Regions from separate parts of the Pan troglodytes genome. Here region 1 is linked to region 2. Evidence: chromatin contacts called from public Hi-C data. All regions are on one chromosome and are shown on one strand. The core of a region is the stretch at or near the end of the contact, and the rest is flanking DNA. Distances in the headings are between cores, read along the strand shown.

Evidence for each region. A called contact is a pair of places that touch in the nucleus more often than the background predicts.
Region 1: a contact with region 2 is called in a Hi-C map of induced pluripotent stem cells, with 3 times the contacts expected there. The contact joins the promoter of LMNB1 here to the enhancer-like site in region 2. A contact is called at or near these places in 3 of 7 Hi-C or Micro-C datasets (induced pluripotent stem cells and stem cell-derived neural progenitor cells) and 1 of 1 datasets of contacts at active chromatin or transcription factors (stem cell-derived excitatory neurons).

The regions. Positions count from the first base shown.
Region 1 is chr4:124,536,962-124,540,451 of NHGRI_mPanTro3-v2.0_pri, reverse strand. LMNB1 (lamin B1) reads right to left here and starts at 1,801. Exons shown (of 11, transcript NM_001280441.1): 1 at 1,299-1,801. The coding sequence starts at 1,657. It overlaps LOC107974842 (a long non-coding RNA gene), which reads left to right and starts at 2,689. Exons shown (of 4, transcript XR_001717888.4): 1 at 2,689-2,880.
Region 2 is chr4:124,437,558-124,441,525 of NHGRI_mPanTro3-v2.0_pri, reverse strand. No RefSeq gene overlaps it. Among named protein-coding and RNA genes, the nearest start is that of SPMIP10, 44 kb to the right of the region's middle. Within about 2 kb of position 1,420, at least 4 of the 24 cell types and tissues checked have an H3K27ac peak or open chromatin away from gene starts, as enhancers often do. A contact at or near this core is called in induced pluripotent stem cells, where this site is marked.

The DNA.
Region 1 (3,490 bases), core at 552-3,051, 99 kb before region 2:
ATACACAAAATCTCATAGAGACTTCGGACAGGGACATTCACGCAGATACAGACAGAAAGACATCCAGGGGCAAAGGGTGTCAAAGTGAGAATAAGGTACCTCCAGAAATTTCAGCTGGCAGTGCTAATGGCGACCATGAATTTCAGACCCAAATTTTGCAAATCTCTAAAGCATGACATCAACACTTGTTGCCTACTGATGACAGGCCATTTTGCTTATCAGAAAGTCAAAATAAGGCCAGCAAAGGTCTGCAAATGTATCCTTGTGCACTGGAATGAAAACTCGCACTCGCTTAGGTGAATTAGAAACTCTCCTTCGCTCAAACACTCAGCATTTACACAGCACCCTGTCACCTGCCCTGGTCTACTATCTGCACAGTGGCCGACTAAGGGGTACTAAGCACAGTCTCTACCCGAAAGCCTGACTATACTACGAGGAGGCAAAAGCTGGGGACAGAGGGCCGCTGCCTGAGGGGTAGGAGAACCGCAACTCTAAGAACAGTAGCCGTGACATGCACAAACCCAGCTTTCCTTCCCTGCGCAGAACCACCCGAGGGACCGCACCATCCCCGCTGGGACAGGACACATTTCCCCAGAGAAAGCTAACCAGCTAGCAAACCTAACTTGCCCGGGGCTGGCTGGAGGCGCACGGATCAAGCTCCGCCTCTCTCTCCCGCCTAAAGCAGGCGTAGAATCTTCGCAAAATGTCACAGGGCCAAGACTGAGCGCGCCAAAGCGGGACCCACCCCCAGGAGACGCGGATACTGCGGGAAGGTCCCTCCCCTTCCTCTCTCTGCCCGCGCGAAGCTCATTCATTCTAGAGGCGGGCTGCCAGTCCTCCCCGGCCGGCCATCCCGGCACTGCAAATCCGCTAGACGCTTTGTCTCGCGCCGGCCGGAAACTGGGGCGCGCACGCGAGCGCGCGCTCGCGCTCCAGCTCCCCGCACCTGGGGCCTGAGGGGCCGCCTCTCCGCGCCGGCTCCCCGGATTCGAGTGCGAAAGCGGGAGCTCCTTCTCGGCAGTCCCAGGCGCGCACTTACCACGTCCCAGCGGGTATCCAAAACCTAGAAATGGGCATCACGGCCCCCCATCGCTACAGCTCGAGCCCCCTCCGCGACCCCTGCTCCGCTATGAACTCTAGATTCTTTCTCCTTTCCGGAGACCGAGACCCTGTTCCTTCAGAAGGACGCGTGCATCCTGGCCTCTGCTCCCTCCCCACGGCAGAACCCGGTGAGCTGGTCGCCGCGGTTGCGCCCCCGCCCCTCCTTGGCGCTAACGCGGCCGCCAGCTAGCACTCACTTGAGGAGCAGCTGGTCGTGTTCCGCCTTGCACTTGCCCAGCTCGATCTGCAGCTTGGCGCGCTCGCGGGCCGTGTCGTCGAGCGCGCGTCGCGCGTCGGCCAGCTCGGTCTCGTAGAGCGCCTTGAGGCCGGTGAGCTCGCGGCCGCGCACCTCCTCGCGCTCCGTCACCTGCAGCTGCAGCGCGCTGTTCTCCGTCTCCAGGCTGCGCACCTTGTCGATGTACACCGCCAGCCGGTCATTGAGCTCGCGCAGCTCCTCCTTCTCCTGGAGCCGCGACAGCCGCGTGGGGCTCAGCGGCGTGGTGGGGCCGCCAGCGCGGCTGCCCATCCGCGGCGGCACGGGGGTCGCAGTCGCCATGGCGGGCGGCGGAGACAGCGGGGCGGCGAGGCCGCGAGCGGGACCGTGACAAGGAGGGGACGGCAGGGGGCGAAGCGGGGACCGAAGGCACAAACCGGCGACCTGCGCTCACGTCCAGACGCTGGCGTTTAGAGGAAAGGAGAAGCACCTGGGATGGCGGGAGCTCGATTACAGCACAAAGGGCAAAGGCGCGCGGGGGGGGAACTACGAATCAATCGATCGATCGCGAAATGCCCTTTGTAAGAAAACACACACCCACTCACACACGCACGCGGGAAAATGCAAGACGAGGGTGACTGGAGGCCCAGCAGGGTTCGCGCCGCCGCCGTCTCCTGCTCGCAGCACTTTGTTTCCTCTCAGGCTGCACGGAGCGGCGGGCGGGGGGAGGAGGGCCGGGAGGGGCGGGCTGGAGGCAAGCCGCGGGGGGCGGAGGTGGCGCGGGCCGCGGCGCCGCACTCCCCAACATGGCCGGCGCGCCCCGGCGCCTCCATGTGACCGCCATGGGCCAATGGGGAGCAGGCAGCGCGCTTCGGCGGTTCGGGGGCCGGGCCTGTAAATTTAAAATCTGGCCCTCGGGCAACCGTCCGCTCGGCCCGCCCGGCTGGGCGGTTCCGGGACCAGGCTCAGGGCTGTAAGGAAGGACGCCTGGGACTGCCCACCCGCGCGGCTCTGGGCCCAGCGCCCTCCGGGCCCTCCCGCCGCCCCGCGGGGACCCCTTGGAGGGGCCGGGCCTGAGAAAGGCGGGAAGGAGCCCGGAGGTTTCCGGGGCGGATCTGCGCCACCGCCCACACTCGGCGGTTCAGGGAAATTCAAATATAAACGTCCCTAAAAGCCACACGCGAAACTCAAAGTGTCCCCGGCCACCGCGGGCGTGGTAACCTTATCCCCCGCTCCGCTGGAGGGCTCGGGAAACGGCCTGGAGGCCGGGACGCTGTGGAATTACGTAATAGGCACTTGAGTCCGAGGTTCCAAATTCCCGGCTTGCAGGTTCCAAGTACCAGCCTTTTATTTTTCTCTCCGGTGGAAAACTGTATCAGGCAACTTCTTTCCATGAAATTGAGATCTGTGCGTCTTGAAGCCGATAGATTATCACAGAAAAACCAGCAACCCTAATTTTAAATCATTTGCCACCAGTGTTAATGGGCGGTTCCTAATCCGTTTCTTAATTTAAGGGTTTGTAAAATCAAAAAACAGCTCAGAAATGATACGATTAACATATGTCGGTGAGTAACTACGAGAGCAAGCTGTTTCATACTCCGTTAAAATCAGATACATAAAAATCTGAACTTGTGAAAATTTAAGATGAAATAATTTTTTGCTTTTAAAAAGAGGCTCCCAAGATGTCACTGGCAGCTACTTCTATTAGAAAGCACATTCATCCCTTTGAAAAGTTCCTAATTTTTAGCTAACATTTATTGGGACTGAGTGCCAGCACCAGGCTTTTCATGGATTACCCATCCACACAATCTCCGTGTGATGTGGGAAACTGGATTGTTTCTATTTGAAAATTCATCCGGGCGGGCGCGGTGGCTCACGCCTATAATCCCAACACTTTGGGAGGCCGAGGGGGGGAGGATCACCTGAGCTCAGGAGTTCCAGACCAGCCTGACCAACATGGTGAAACCCCGTCTCTACAAAAATACAAAAATTAGCCGGGCATGATGGCGGGTGCCTGTAATCTCAGCTACTTGGAAGGCTGAGGTGGGAGAATCCCTTGAACCCGGAAAGGGGAAGTTGCAGTGAGCCGAGATGGCACCATTACACTCCAGCCTGGGTGACAGGGAGACCCCGTCTCAAAAAAGAAAGAAAGAAACCATCCATTTTATAGATTCA
Region 2 (3,968 bases), core at 171-2,670:
TGTAATCCCAGCTACTCGGGAGGCTGAGGCAGGAGAATTGCTTGAACCCGGGAGGTGGAGGTTGCAGTGAGTCGAGATTACATCATTGTACTCCACCCTAGGCAACAAGAGTGAGACTTTGTCTCAAAATAAAAATAAAAATAAATAAATAAACTGGTAACCTTCATCATCATCTAATAAATGAATCAAAGCAGTGTTCTCCAAGTGTGATACCTAACTCCAATATGCATAGTGGCCTACCATGCTCTGTGCTTTTTTCTTAGTGGTAGGAGTTGGAAGGTACAATAGCTTGTTCTTTACCATAGAGGACATGTGCCGGCATGCCTCAGAGCACTGGACCCCTGTAAACTTCACCAATGCAAATGGCAGACTCCTTTAAGGGCTTATCTTCTACCTTCTGAAGTGCATGTGTCTTATCAGCAACCCAGGGTACTTCTTATGTTCACTTATCATATCAACATAACTGCTGAATGTGAAATTCTGTGGAATGGGCACATGATCTGGGTCCCTTTGGACTGCATTGTGATGGAGAATAGGATCGTTAACATAGTCCTGACACAAAGTCATGAATATATTCAATTGCATTAATTTATATTTATATAGTTGCCAGTCCAATAGCTACATACCACATATCAAAATCTATGTTAATCTGTTCTAGTAAAAATAATACTTCCAGTCCAAGAGCTTTAAATGGGGATACTATTTGTTGAGTTTCTGGTAGTCCATGTCATCTGGCACAATTCATTTGATTTTTGCAGAAACCAAGTTATTGAATTAAATAGGGATATGTGAGAATCATTGTTTCTGCATCCTTTAATCCTTGAGGATGGTACTAATGTTTACTAGTCCACCTAGGATACAATATTGTTTACATGATATTGCTATTTATTTACTTCAGTGGTTTGTTTTGTTTTGTTTTGAGACAGGGTCTCACCCTGTCACCCAGGCAGGAGTGGAGGGGCACAATCATGGCTCACTGCAGCTTTGACCTCCCTGGCTCAAATGATCCTCCCACCTCAGCCTCCTGAGTAGCTGGGACTGTAGGCATGCACCACCACACCCAGCTAATTTTTGTATTTTTTTGTAGAGATGAGGTTTTACCATGTTGCCCAGACTAGTCTCAAACTCCTGGGCTCAAGCAATCCTCCTGCCTTGGCCTCACAGAAGGCTGGGATTACAGGCGTGAACCATCTCTCCCAGCCTATCTTCAGTTTTTAAACTTTTTATTTTGAAAGAATTACAGACTCACAAGAAGTTGAAAAAATAGTACAGTGGCCCTGCGTGCCCAGGTTTCCCCTGCTTTCTCCATACACTCAAATGCCAGAGCCATTCCACAAGCTAACACAACTTCTAACTACACTTCGTCCCCAGTAAACTACAGGTGAACATTTTAGCAATTGCATCATCACAGTAATTCCCACCACCGATGATGGGGTTCTCACTGCCATCTAGTGGACGAGTGATCCAATGTCCAAATCTAGATCTAGTCAGTTTCCTAGGCCAACTTCTGTCACTACCTTTAGATTATGTTCCCCGGTGGGCAGAAACTGAGGCAGGAATTCTTCCTTTGGTGATTTTAAGAAGGAAGCTGGGAGTAAGAAAAGTAGAAGACACTAGGGAAAAAGTTAGGCAAAATGACTTCAGAAGTTTAGCCTCCTGGCCGGGCGCAGTGGCTCACGTCTGTAATTCCAGCACTTTGGAAGGCCAAAGTGGGTGGATCACTTGAGATTAGGAGTCCAAGACCAGCCTGGACAGCATGGTGAAACCCCGTCTCTACTACAAATAAGAAAATTAGCCGGGCACGGTGGTGTGTGCCTGTAATCTCAGCTATTTGGGAGGCTGAGGCAGGAGAATCGCTTGAACCCGGGAGGCAGGCGGAGGTTGCATTGAGCTAATATCATACCACTACACTCCAACCTGGGTAACAGAGTGGTGAGACTCTGCCTCAAAAAAAAAATAACAATAACAATAATAATAAAGGAAATTTAGCCTCCACCTCATCCCCACGGCAAGCTCTCAGCTGTTAATTGTACCACAGTTGTCCCACCCCGAGGCGAGAAGGCTGCTATATCCCTTCATCAGTGAGTCTTTGGCCCTGGCTCCTCCAGGAGGAGGACATAACCTCTCAGCCATCATCTCCAGGACCCACTTCTAGGGGAGGAGGCTCCTCTCAGCCAACAACAATCCTCTGTGAAAGGACAATGGCCTGAGCCATTAGCAGCCAAGGCCTGTAGCAGCTGGAGGATGAATGCACAGCCTGGTGAGGGGGTATGGGCAGGGCACCCAGCAGCATCTGCTCTACCTCCCCTAGGAGATGACATTCAATTTAAAAGCTGAACAATGTGGCTGGGCAAAGTGGCTCACCCCTGTAATCCCAGCACTTTGGGAGGCCGAGGTAGGCGGATCACCTGAGGCCAGGAGTTTGAGACCAGCCTGGCCAACATGGTGAAACCCCGTCTCTACTAAAAATACAAAAATTAGCCAGGCGTGGTGGTGCACACATGGAATCCCAGCTACTCCAGAGGCTGAGGCACAAGGATTGCTTGAATCCGGGAGGCAGAGGTTGCAGTGAGCTGCGACTGCACCACTGCACTCCAGCCTGGGTGACAGACTGAGACTCCACCTCAAAAAAAAAAAGGAAAAAAGAAAAAACTGGGCTTTCTTTTCCGGCTCAGCCCGCCTGCACCCAGGTGATTAAAAAGCTTTATTGCTCACACAAAGCCTGTTTGGCGGTCTCTTCACGTGGATGTGCGTGACATTTGGTGCTGAAAACCTGGGACAGGAGGACTCCTTCGGGAGACCAGCCCCCTGTCCTCGCCCTCACTCCATGAGGAGATCCACCTACAACCTTGGGTCCTCAGACCAGCCAGCCCAAGGAACATCTCACCAATTTCAAATCGGGTAAGCGGTCTTTTCACTAAACTTCTGCCCTCCATTCCCCCTTCTTCTCTCAAGAACTTAAACTTAAATGTCTTATTTTCTTCTACAATACTGCTTGGCCCCAATACAAACTCGACAGTAGTTCCAAGTGGCCAGAGAATGGCACTTTCGATTTGTCTATCCTATACAAGATCCTTATACAAGATCTAGATAATTTTTGTCGAAAAATGGGCAAATGGTCTGAGGTGCCTGACGTCCAGGCATTCTTTTACACATTGGTCCCTTCCTAATCTCTGCTCCCAATGCGACTCTTCCCAAATCTTTCTTCTTTCTCTCCTGTCTGTTCCTTCAGTCTCCACTCCAAGCTCTGAGTCCTTTGAATCCTCCTTTCCTATGGACTCATCTGACCTCTCCCCTCCTCCCCAGGCTGCTCCGCGCCAGGTGTAGCCAGTTCCCAATTCTTCCTCAGCCTCCCCTCCCCCACCCTATAATCATTCTATCACCTCCCCTCCTCACACCTGGTCTGGTTTACAGCTTCGTTCTGGGACTAGCCCTCCCCCACCTGCCCAACAGTTTCCTCTTAGAAAGGTGGCTGGAGCTAAAGGCATAGTCGCGGTTAATGCTCCTTTTTCTTTAACCGACCTCTCCCAAATCAGTTAGCATTTAGGCTCTTTTTTCTTTTTCATCAAATATAAAAACCCAGCCCAGTTCATGGCCCATTTGACAACAACCCTTAAATGCTTTACTGCCCAAGACCCAGAGAGGCCAGAAGGCCGTTTTATTCTCAATATGCATTTTATTACCCGACCCCTCCCGACATTAGAAAAAACTCCAAAAATTGGATTCTGGTCCTCAAACCCCACAACAGGACTTAATTAACCTCACCTTCAAGGTGTACAATAATAGAGAAGAAGCGGCCAAGCGACAATGCATCTCTGAGTTACAGCTACCTGCCTCCACTGTAAGACAACCCAAAACCATGTCTCCAGCATACAAAAACTTCAGAACATCCAAGCCACATCTCCCAGGGGCTCCTTCAAAACCTCCTTGTGGACCTTGCTTCATATGCCAAAAGCCTGGCCACTGGG